Regions from separate parts of the Mus musculus genome. Here region 1 is linked to region 2. Evidence: chromatin contacts called from public Hi-C data. All regions are on one chromosome and are shown on one strand. The core of a region is the stretch at or near the end of the contact, and the rest is flanking DNA. Distances in the headings are between cores, read along the strand shown.

Region 1 (6,198 bases), core at 1,567-4,066, 71 kb before region 2:
CCACACTACTGGGTAGTAGCTACACATTGGACGTGCTTGTTTTGTATTTGTTGGCAAATCAGTGTATCTCTGTCCCATTGGCTAAGTCTGGAGCTCTTCTGGCCTTGCCTCAGTGCCTACACCAGGGGTTTGAGGTTGCAGGTACTTGCAGCTCTGGGGATGTTGGAGGAGGAGTACAGTTTCTTTGGGTGCTCATCTGGATTTTAGTGGTTGGTAAAACCAAAGTTTCTTAGTTTTATATTCTTTATGACAAGGATTTTTGGTTTCAACACAGAAGCCAAACAATGAGGCATCTGGTCTGGTGTCCAGCAGGTTATCTGTGTGTTCATCTACTGTCGTCATTCTGTCAGTGCCTCTTGGTAATGTCTCACAAAGCCTTCTGGAAAACTAAGGAGGTCACGATCACCCCAGCTCTTTATGTTTATGACCCATCATTTGCTCAGAATATTGCAACTTCCTTCAAAACATGCTCCCTGCCTCCAGGATGAGTCCTCCCTAACCCCATTGTCTGTACTACGGAGAACATCTTCTAGAGCATCACACAGAGGACACTCTTTTCATGTAGAGCTACATTTTCATGCGATACTATGGTACACAAGACCATATATATTTGGGACTTGGATTTCATTCTGTCACATCAGTTTTGGCTCCACGCTCTCTGGCAGCACCATGTCCGTGTATTTTTTCTTTTAGTTTGTGCCTCTATTGTTTACAAGATTGGAGGACTCTTCCCTTCTTCTTGATTGAATGCTAGCTAAGCTAATTCCTCAACTACTTTACATGTTTTTCAGGATGTCTTGACTCACTTTGGAATCTGCTATTATAAAAATTTCCTATGTGTTCTTGACTCTCCCTTTTTTCACTGTGTAATACCCAGATCTTTGATTATCCATCTTTCCTCTCCACCCAACTGTAAACCAGAGAAGAGAGAACTGGGTACTGCTACAGTCCAGCAGGGTGATGTCTTCCAGTTGAGAATGGGATGATGCCTAAAGTAATGCTTCTCAACTTCACCATTGTTACTTCCACCTCCACCATAACCATCACCATACCACTTCCACCACACCTCCACCACACCTCCACCACACCACCACCACACCACCTCCACCACAACCACCACCACCACACCACCACCATCATTTCGGTTCTGTGTTCTGGGCATATTTTCCCTATACTTAAATAGGTAACTGAACTGACAATGACACATTGAAATAAACTCTTTAGAAAGTTGGTAGTTTCAGAGTTAAACCTGGTGCTTTGATTGACTGTGGGAGTCAGAAGAGATAATTTGCTTTTAGCATTTTTCTCTTTGTTTTAAGGGGAAATATTAAGATCTTAAAAACAAACCAAACCAAACAACAACAACAACAACAACAAACCTCAATTAGTTGACATCTAGGCAGAGATATGGATTGGTGACTTTCCCCCTAAACCATGTAGCCTCCAATTAGAACAATGAAATCCTTAAACACCACAGAGCATTTTCTGGGCTTATTTACAATCTATGTTTGCATAATGACTGGTAATTCTTCGAACATTTCTCATGTTGTTGACCTGGCACATCACCTTTTGGGGTTTGTATCATCCTGTCATGGATGTTGCTCAGTAATTAAGAGGATGATATCTGCTTTTATGTCAATGAACTTTCCAACTGACCTAGTAAGCCACACCTCTTTTTTCCAAGTTCTTACACGTTTCCTCTATTTGTTTCAAAGCATCAATTTGGAAAAATTGTTTTTTTTTAATTGTTGTTGTTCTTTTGAAATACTTTAAAATTAGATGTCACACCTCTCTTATTTTTCTTGGAGCAATGATTACCCCAGAAGAGTTAAAATACACAGAATATTTAGATCAAAAGGAGACATAGTACAGATGAAAATGATGGCCGCAGAAGGCAGTCTGTCTATCTCTGCTTACCGTCTGAAATTCTAGGTAGAGTTTCTACCCAGTGGAGACTGAGCAGGGTGCATCTCTGTTTTTGACAGCTATAGGGTATACTGCTATTCACTCGCAGGTTCTTTTCTTTCTGTTTCTCTTATAAGTCATAAAGCCCTCAGGAATAAAAGCTAATACTCTAGTTGACAACTGAGTTCAGAAAAGCTATGATAGGAGTTCATTGGCCGTTTTCCTATTTTAAAAAGTTAAAAAATTGTGTTTACCAAGTTAAGTCTACATTTAAAAATCCAATCACACCAAATATATTGCTGCATGGTCCAGTAACTCTAAGTAATATGAATTTGAAGAAGACATTAAAAAACAAAACAGCTGCATATGTAATAGAAACACAGTTTGATGAACAGATACTTTAAAATCAATCTTCCTGGAGCAAGGAAGACAACAAAAGTTACCTCCAGTGACAAAACACTTTAAGCCACTACTGAATGAAATAGCTAATCATGAAAACTCAAAAGAAAAGTAACCAAGTGTTAAGCTTCTTATATACCCTACAAAAGAAAATCATATTTAAACAGGTTTCATTTACAGTAATGTCTGAAAAATTGGTTACTATTGGGGTTGAGCAATTTCAAAAGACAATTTAAAAATAAAGTACAATGTATTCCTGAAAACTATTTACAATGCGGCTTGCATATTTTACTTATATTGGTCTAAATATGGGCCATGACACTGATGTCACTCCGAGAGTTAATAATACTGCAGCTTCCTGGAAGTAATGAGCAGAGTGGCCTTTCATGGCTGGTCTCTTCACATTTCTCTGAAAGTGCCCTGTCAGTTAAAAGCTTTCAACCAGCTTAAAAGTAATGCTTTCCCCCATTTCGCCATGAGTCGTAAGAAGGCAAACAAACCTGTGTTTAACAATAAGGTCAGCGTGACATGAGGCAACCAGTCCAGTAAATCGAAAATGAGGTCGACATTCTGGGACTCATCCAGCAATCCTGTAAGAGTTTTCCAGACTCCCCAGCTGCACGGAGCTTGAAGGAGCCTGGGAGCAGCCTCCAGTCAGGCCCAGAGCTCTGCTTTGGAATGCTGTCAACTCTAGGAGGAGAGCAATCCTCTGCTCCCCTCCCTTTGCAGTAACCAGGCTCTTGCTGTTATTTAACTCGTCATTAATGCCTCATAAACTCTTAAATTCTTCCAGGGAAGAGAAGAATAAAGGAGACTACTCTTTGCATTTTATCTTAAAATGGAGACAAAGTCTAACTGTGTGGCCCAGGCTGGTTTAGATTGTGCAATCCTGCTTCAGCCTACATAGTCCTTGGGGTCCAGGAAGGCACTAACACACACAACATTTAGATTCAGTTTTGAAGAACTAACTTTGGTGAATGTTAGGTCTGAGAAACTGGTAGTCTGCAGGGTCTCCCCCAACCATGAGTCTAACTAAAGGTGGAATTCAACCTGAATCTGGCTATCTAGGTCTTGTTGAACTTCGATTCATATCATGATGTGGAGCACAATGCCTATCCAACTGTATTCCATCCTGTGGATGGACAGTTAGATGCTCTATGGCTTTTCACTCAATTTTAGTTTAAAGGCCAGAGGGTATGAAACAATGTTATACTAAAGAAGTGGTAGACTGAAGGTAGAGGTAGACAGTGAACTTGGTGCCCATCCCCAAATAAAGACAAGAGTACCATCATGGACTCCTGGTGATATTCTGCTAATGAAAATTATGTCATGACCTGGTGAGTGTGTGTGAGCAACTTGGGAGTTGACAGTCTTTTCCTAGAGTATCCACCTTTGGATTTCTTTTGGAATTTAAGAGATGAATATGTTTTCTATATCTAAAAGGCAGATCATAGGAAAAAGAAAGTTATGCCTTCCTTAGTGTCTTCCTCTTGTCCAACTCAGTCTATCCTAAAGAGAGTGGTTGCTGAACTATGCAATAAAAAATAAAGATGTATTTTAAAAATATGGAATAAAAATTGTGAAAAAATATTCTTAAGTCTTGAGTGCTTCTTGTACATGAGGCTACAGAGTTTTAAAGAGATTTAAAGGGTTCATATTCCAGCCTGGAATGTGATTAACAAGGAAAAACAGAGATGATCCAATTGTTCCTAGCAAAAACAGAAATTGTAGCAGTTATCAAAGGAATTAAGGCTACCAGATCCAGTGGGCGGGGAAAGTTCTTATAATCAGAATAATACTATTTGGGGAGTTGATTGTATCATAAGTTTTGGATCCCATTGTCAGTTGGTATAGATGAAGAGAAGAATAACTTTTCATACAGTTTGTTAGAGAGCTGTGCTCTGCTCTGCATAGGATATTTAAGAGTTTGTGGGAAATGTCAAAAATTAATACTGGTTCTATTAGATATTATAAGCAAAGGGTGATATGCTCTTTAGATTTCTTATACATTAGGCCCTAAACTCAAAAAACTACATTTTATTCAGGAAAATAAATAAACACACATTGAATTGATAAAAATATTTCATAGTAAACAGTGGGAGAAGGAAAATAATCAGATTTTCCAGATCCCAGGTTTCACTAGTGACTAGAACAGATTAACATGGCAAGGTTATAACAAAATTATGGCATAATGAAGATGAAATTACGGAAATGCTATTTCTGAACATCTCTATATATGTGTACAGATATATATCGTGTGCTTATTATTTGCAAAGCAGTTGGGTAAAGTTTAATGAAATAGCTCTATATTACACTCATGTAGCCAGCAAGTAACCAAGAAGTGAGTAATCATAGGATAGCCCTTTATATACATCATTAAGTCTATCACTATAGTTGGCAATAATTTAGAAGTTACAAGTTGATTTACTGTGGCTATTTAAAAATATTTTATTTCATACAATGTACAATAGTAAAACTTAAAGTTAAGTGTGAAAAAGTACAATGGAAAAGCATTGCCTAACTAAACATGCCATGTGTTTATACACCAGAAACAAAATAGTTCCACAAAACAATACTGGGCATGACATCTCTTTAGACACAAATCATTTTTCTTTTTTTTTTTTTTTAAATATGTCAGTAAACAAAATCATCTAAGCTTCAAGTATTTCCTTTGTTCTTAAGCTTTTATTTTAGTTTAGAGCAACCCAAAGAGCATGGTCTTCAGAGTGGAGATAAAGGTTATGATGACTACACAGGCATGGAGTCTCGGCAGTTGGAATTGTAGATTAAAAGATTTGGAGATGAGATAACTTCCATTTGCTCATGTCATGTTCTTCTGGGAATATTTTTCTTTCTAAGCTTAGCCTTAAATATTAAAACCTGGTGTTTAGACATTTAAACTACCCATGGAGATCAAGGTCAAGACTGTCAAGTGTTTTTAGACAGTTCCAAAACAAGGGACACTATAAAATTCAGTCCTGGGGCCAACATACTCTATTTCCTCACTGTTAAATGAAATTAGAAACTTTTCATTATTTTGAAAGTTAAACTGTGCTGATATACAAAGATAACTACTATCAAACTAATCCTTTAATTCAAAGGAAAACTAATTGAATAATGAATAACTGAATAATGATTGTATCTAGTGTTTCAGGGTTCATTACTTTACTAAAAGGACTCATGACATTGTTTTTGGGTCACCAATCTCTCACAACGAATACAACTGCCACAGAACAAAAGTTCCCAGGTATTCTATTTGAGAGATCTTAAAAATATTTTATTTTATTTATATTTTTGAAAAATGGTATTAAAACTTTTCCAATATACAAATATACACAAAAGTTTAAAGCAAATTAATTGCTGGCAGTTGCCTAGATTAAATAATTATTAATTTTAAAATACTATTTTTTAGCACTTATCTCATTCAAGTTGCATATAAGTAATGCTGTAATGCCTTGCACATATTAAACCTTAACGATGTAGTTTATATACTACAAATATCTAGTGACCCTGCACTTACCAGACATATTTGTACAACTCCTGGGCTATAACTTCTTGAGTTATATACAATTTCCTTTAGCTCCAGTTTCTATTAAAGCTTATTCATATGATTTCTTGTGCTCACATTACACACTCAAAAATATTTGTTGAAGAAAATAAAAAAAATGCAGGGAAATTTTTACATTGAGGTTTGCAATATAAAACATGTCAGAGTTTATAGAATCTTTTATAGGGAAGGAATTAATATTCCATTCATTCAGCTCAGAACAGGAAATGGACCGTTTTCTTCTAATTGCATATAAAATGTGCTCCCATGACGTAGTCAAAAAAGGCAAGTTACCACAGGATGGGGAAAATATAGCTTGGAAATGAAGAAAAACAAAGTTGCAGATA
Region 2 (6,406 bases), core at 3,531-6,030:
AGTATGTAAATAAAATGTTCTTAGCTGGGCATGGGGGCACACACCTTTAATCCCAGCACTTAGGAGGCAGAGGCAGGTGGATTTCTGAGTTCGAGGCCAGCCTGGTCTACAGAGTGAGTTCCAGGACAGCCAGGGCTATACAGAGAAACCCTGTCTTGAAAAAAAAACAAAAACAAAAACAAAAAAGTGCACATTTTACTGAAAGCATGATAGTCTCAGGAAAACCGTGTTACTTTGAAATTCAGATTGTTCATTTATTCCAAGCAATTATTCCTGTCCTCTCATACACATGAAGCTATGCTACACAAAAAGATCTACTCACTAAACTGTTGTTTAAAATTATTATATCAATATTATACCAAAATGATTTATGGAAAGGACAAATGTAGATAATTTGCAATTGTATTATATGATATATATATACATACATATATATACATATGTATATATATCCCATATATTTGTATGTATTCTGTGAACGTGTGACATATGTATGTAAATGTATGCACACATATACAAATATGCACACATATGTAGCTTTGATTACTATAAACCCAGTGTTTTGTTTATTCAGGAGATATATATGAACACATCACTAGAGTAAAGCTGTTGAGAGGAAGAGAATCTCTCGCCAGTGTCATGGCTTGAGTACTGTTGAAAGTGTGAGTCACAGCATACACTTATAATAGCAAACCACGTTCACTCTTGGGTACTGTAGGCAATGCAACTGGTTAAAAGAGCATCATAATTTCAGGTGGAAAGAAAGGCCATCATTTCTTAGAAACGAGCATAACTAAGTGGATAAAGGATTGGATGGTCTCCATGACAATGAGAGGGAAGGGAGAATGAGGAGGAAGCTTCCTACCTTCCATTGCCCTCTTAAAGAAGACCTTGCAGCTCCCACAGGTAAGCACGCCATAGTGACAGCCAGATGCTTCATCCCCGCAGATTAAGCAGATCTTCTGAGGTAAGGAATCAAAGCCATACTGTGGGCTCTGGCTGGCTTCTGAATCTGGCCTTGAAATGCAAACAGATTCTGTTTAGTTTTAGGTACACTGCTATCTGATGAAGAAAGCTTTTCTAAACTGGTATCTATGAGTATCTTTAAAATAGAATCATAGTATTTATTTATAGGTTTTTTGTTTGTGTTTTAGTTTTTTGCTAAAGGTCTCCTCATGTAATTGGGTTGACTTTAAACTTGTTCCATATCAAAGCCTGGCCTTGAACTCATGAATTCCCAGCTTCCAAGTGCTGGAAACAGAAGCATTTGCCACCATTCCCAGTTTCTAAGGTGCTGGGGACAGAACTCTGGGCTCAGTGTATGGTAGGTAAGCAAAGTTTCTAGGAACTGATCTACATCCCCAGCTCCTAGGACCATAAACATACAAAATACATATATACTTACATGCATACACACATATACACATACATACGTATACACACATATTTGAATTTCAGTGCACTAAACTTGGTGCTTGATATCTTAAACTCCCTATAATGGATTCCTTGAACACACAAATCATTAACATTAATAAAAGGGGAACAGGTGCATCCTTCCATGTTCACAAATGCTAGAAACACTCCTTTAAAAAGAGCTCCTTATACAGAAGTGATTTTGCCTTTGGCAGATGAAATATGACCTCCTTCCTCAATGCTGGGTCACAACAAACACGGCTGAGCGTTAGGAATTTAACTGGAATTAGCACTGGTTCCGGTTTGAAAACTCTGGAACAGTTGATTGCTCCAACATATAAATATAGTTGTGACTTCAAGGCATTGTTAACACATTGACATTATTTTGCCTAGTCACTGCATCTGAGACTCTAAAACTTGAGCATGTTTTTTCCTTTTCAAGTCCATTACTTCAGTATGTGGGGAAAATGCTCTTGAAGACATATATGAGGGGAGTAAAGTTGTCTGCACCAGTGTGAGCGTTCCATGCTCTGGTCGCCTGCAATTGTTGTTTAAACCCACCATTCAAACACTTCCCTCCTGCAGTTTACCACACTCTTGATGTTCCTAGGAAAATCAGGCCAGAGACCTGTGCAGATAGATCCCTAAGGGCTTTCTGATTTCAGTTCTGAAGCCACAGTTAAGCCCCACCCCTTCCAGAAAAACTGGCTTTTACATCTCAGCCTCCCCAACACACACACACACACACACACACACACACACACACACACACACACACACGGAGGGGGGGGGTGTCCTTCTTACAAAGTATTTAATGAAGTCCCCAACAAATCCTCAGCACAATCAAAGATCTTAGAGCGAGGCCTCAGGGTTTGAACCTGGGTGCTCAGGCTTCAGGAAGTTTGCAGGCAATGTTTGGGAGAATGGTACACAATAAAATGGTATATCTGCACTCCCTTTTATGCCCGCACCACACACACAAATGTAAGAAAAAGGGAGGCAATGGACAATGCCTGTTGGGTCTCCAAAGACCAGCTCCACAAGCCCCCGCGGCCATCCTGCCACCCAGAGATGATGGGGGAATGGAGCAGGGCAGGGCTGCCTGCAAGTGCTCACCTCAGGTAGTTAAGGTATGGCGGGTAGACCTGGGGCAGGCTGTCCTTGAGCACCGCGGCCTGGTAGCCCAGCTGCGGGAGCCCATTGAGGCCGAGCGGCTGGTAGATGGCGGGTGCTGCGGCGGTGGCCGGGGCGGCCGGCAGGCTGTCCCGGGGTAGTAGGCAGGAGCCGGCGGCTGGGGGCTTGCACGGCAGTGGCGCGAACGAACCCTGCGTGGGCGGCGCGCCCTCCGCTTTGTACAGGATGCACTCCAGCGCGGAGCCGGAGGAGGACGCTGGCGACACCGCGGCGCTGCTGGGTCCGCCGGCCACCGCCGCTTCTCCGGGCCTGGAGGATGGCGCTCGCTGCGGCGCGGGTGCCAGCGGGAAGTCTGGGAAGGTGGAGGAGCTGGCTCCAGCCGACAGGTAGGGGCGCGGCGAGCGCACAGCAGCATCCGCGCCCTCCTCCTCCTCCTTGATCTTCAAGCCAGGCGTCTGGAAGTCGCCGTAAAGAGGGAACACGTCCTCTTTGGGGTCGCCTTCCAGAGGGTAGGTGCAGTCTGGGAAGTCACCGCAGGGCACCGGCGGGGATGGCGCGGAGGGCGAGCCCCTAGGCGGGGCAAAAGGGCCCTGGGCTGTGGCCCCGCCGTCGTAGCTGTCCCCCTCCAGCAGCTGCCGGGTGCGGGCGGCCAGGAGTGCGTGGTTCAGAGGCAGGATGGGCACATGGATGAAATCCACCACTGTGGTGGCCAGTGGGGAGCGCCCGGGGGCAATGGGAGAGTCTTGCTCCAAGGAGACCCTAGGAGCAGAAAACCGTGAATCTTCCTTTGGGACCAGAGTGACACCGCCTGGGGCCGCTGAGGCCGCGTTGGCTGCGACTCCTCCTCCGCTGCCGGTGCCTTCCAGTGCTCGAGGTTTGCTCTTTAGAAGCGGAGCTGCAGAGCCCTCGGTCTCCAGGCCACTGTCCTCTTCCACCTCCCCTGCAGCTGGCTGCGGGGACGGCTTCACCCCTGCCCCGGGCCAGTGAGCACTCCCCGAGGTAGGGAGCAACAGCTGCCTGGGTGGTGACAGTCCTTTGGGCAGCACCTTCTGTCCTGCTCCTGTCCCGGAGCTGTCGCCAGCCTTGATCTCTGGCCGACTCATGAGCGGGGACAACAACCCTTTGGTAGCAGGGACACTGCGGGGGTCTTCTGGAAGCTCTGGCCCAAAGAGACACCAGGAAGTGATGGCCTCGCAGGCTGGAGGGCTGGCGTGACTCTGTTCGGTCCCGGAGGGAGTCAACAACGAGTCTAAGACACTGTCTAAGAGTCTGCTGTCCTTCTCCGGGGCTCTGGAATTTCTGCCTCCTTCCCTATGAGTGGCTTCTACCCCAGAGAAAGCTCCCTCCACGTCGGACAGCGACTGCTGGTCCCCTGTCTTTCCGTCTGGGAGCTCGGGACCCCGGCAGGACCGAGGAAAAAGCAGCCCGTCCAGGGAGATCGGTATAGGCGAGACTACAGACGACACGTCCGAGTGCTGGCTCCCTTGGAAGGGACCTGAGTCCAAGCGTGCAAGCAAGGGGGACCCGATGTGTGGGGGGGAGGGCGAAGCGCCAGACGTGTGGAGAACCTGCGGATCCTTTGCCTGCAGCTCAGTCATGACGACCCAAGCTCCCCTTTTCTCCTCCCCTGTCTCCTGGGAGGAGGGAAAAGGGAAGGAGGAGGGGGTGCCGGTGATATAGGGGCAGAGGGAGGAGGAAGTGGGTGTAGAGTCGCAGGACCCGTGGGATCTCCACCTCCTGGTTGGGAGGGGCGGTCTTGGTCAGCTCCTGTCCTTACCCTCCACCCAGACGCAGAGGAAGGGTGGTAGTCGCGCTGTCCCGGTCGCGGTGGGGTGAGGACAGGAAGAAGTAGCTGGAGCAAGCTGGTCTGGTCTGAGAACTGGGAGTTATTCGAGAGACTTTTTTTCGTGTTTCTTCTTGAATGGGAGACCCGGAACTGGTGTGGCCGGTGCTGAAAAAAAGGACTCCCGCTATCTCCGGACTTCTTATGTTTGTTGAAACCTAGACATCCTAGGAAGTTTGCTTTACAGTCCTCACCAAAAACCTGGGGCTAAGACGTAGCCCATTCTTACTCGTTCTCCTGCAGCGACAGTCTCTATGGCTCCCTAGGTTCTCTACAATCCCAGCGAGTTCTGGTTGCAGGTTGCTCTAGTAAAGCTAAGAGAAGTTAGCAGAATGTCAGAATCCTCGCACCCGTAAATACTACAAAGACTGATAGTGACAGTCTAGACTGGCTCCATAGCTTTCTAGCAAGCGTTGGCGCTCTAGGAAGGCCCGCCCAAAGCCCCTCCCTAGCCAATCACTGGCTAGATCTAAATCTCTGGCGTTGGAATTCCAGCTACTCACTAGTCTGATTCCACCTGGAATATCAGATGCTTTGAGAAGAAATCTAAACATATCAGAATTTGTACTGAATTAAGAAGCATGCCAGCCCCACCCTATAAAAAGCAAAGTTGTTGTAAAGATTTCAGGATTTGAAAATATTTGTAAATATTCAACACAGACAGTGACATATCGTGACATTTTATTTTTTGTATAAAAGGTATAAAATGATCTCAAGTATTTTCATTTTATTACGTGTATATGTCTCTGGGAGTGTATGTTACATGGTTATATAGTTGCTCAGACGTCAGCAGAGAGGGTGAGAGCCCTCAGAGGTGAAGTTGCAGGTGCTCTGATATAGGTGCTGAGGTCCTAACTGGGGTTCTCTGCAGGAGCAGCAAGTGCTCTGTGTGTATATGTGTGAGTGCTTGCATGTGTCGCGTGCATATGGTAGTCTAAGACTAGCCCCAAAGAGTGGATTTCCTCCTTGAACCATGCAGATTCTGGAGATAGAACTCATCCTGAGTTTGACACTGAACAACCTTACTGGCTGCCTGTCCAGCCTTCCTCTAACACGCTCAAACTATTCTTGTGACAAGTGGGCCACCAATGTGACTTAGCAGTTAAGGATGGAAGACAGTTGGTAACACATCGCTGCCTGTATGGGGAGTTTGGACATTGAGTGTCATATTCTGTTTGTTCTGATTTTCATGAGGTTCTCTTCAGTCCTTACTAAATATCTACATCACATATTAAGTTTTCCACTGGGAAAGCTAAATGGCATTTTCTCCCCTCTATGTTTCTCTACTCTTAGAATAATTACCATTGAGCTTTAAGAATAAATCACCTTTAAAGTCATGAGAACACTGTGGAGGGGAGAGAGTAATATGATTTATTTTATACACCGTCATAAGCTGTCCACTCTCAAGCCCAGTCAGTGGATGCCGTGACACATCGCTATTCAAAAGTGAGTTAGTCGTTTGGGAAATGCCTTTGAGTGTTTCCAGGCCATTTTAATGCTGAAGCCTGCAGTTATTCTCAGCCAGGTCTAGAAGATTTGTGAAAGGCTCCAAAACTGCAGAGATGGCAGAGCTGCTGGAGGCAAGGTGCCTAGATGTCAATCACCAGGGAGGTGCTACATAGTCGTGAATTGCTGCTGTTACACTGGACCATTGGGCTTGGGTGTGGACTATTCCAGCAATGAGATATTGCTGACTAATTTTAAATGTGTGAGAATTAGGGAGGGAGAAGAGAATTCAAGGAAGCAGTTATTGTATGTCTTTATGGTATCAAATGGTAAAACCGGAGTGTGGGAGCTGGGGGTGGAGGCATTCTGGACAGTGCATAGAAATAAGTGTGGGAAGCAAAGAAATGAGGCTAGCAGGTAGTCTCCTATAGGAGCATATACATGTATAATGTATATGGGGAACCTTGACTAAAGACAGAGTAAGATATTGAAAACTTGCCTCCAAAAGTGCACACATTCCCTTTAAAATCTCTGCATACTGTCCTTCCTCCTCCTTTCTTTGCAACATTA

What was found. A called contact is a pair of places that touch in the nucleus more often than the background predicts.
Region 1: a Hi-C map of uterus shows a contact between it and region 2, with 2.7 times the contacts expected there. The contact joins the enhancer-like site here to the promoter of Pgr in region 2. A contact is called at or near these places in 1 of 39 promoter capture datasets (stem cell-derived epiblast-like cells), 9 of 484 Hi-C or Micro-C datasets (cerebral cortex, embryonic stem cells, nephron progenitors and 1 more), 1 of 115 datasets of contacts at active chromatin or transcription factors (embryonic stem cells) and 2 of 9 other capture datasets (adipose tissue and embryonic stem cells).

What each region holds. Positions count from the first base shown.
Region 1 is chr9:8,967,144-8,973,341 of GRCm38.p6, reverse strand. It overlaps Pgr (progesterone receptor), which reads right to left. Exons shown (of 8, transcript NM_008829.2): 8 at 4,731-6,198. Among named protein-coding and RNA genes, the nearest start is that of Pgr, 70 kb to the right of the region's middle. Within about 2 kb of position 2,816, at least 24 of the 459 cell types and tissues checked have an H3K27ac peak or open chromatin away from gene starts, as enhancers often do. A contact at or near this core is called in adipose tissue and uterus, where this site is marked.
Region 2 is chr9:8,898,207-8,904,612 of GRCm38.p6, reverse strand. It overlaps Pgr (progesterone receptor), which reads right to left and starts at 4,780. Exons shown (of 8, transcript NM_008829.2): 1 at 2,530-4,780; 2 at 866-1,017. The coding sequence starts at 4,145.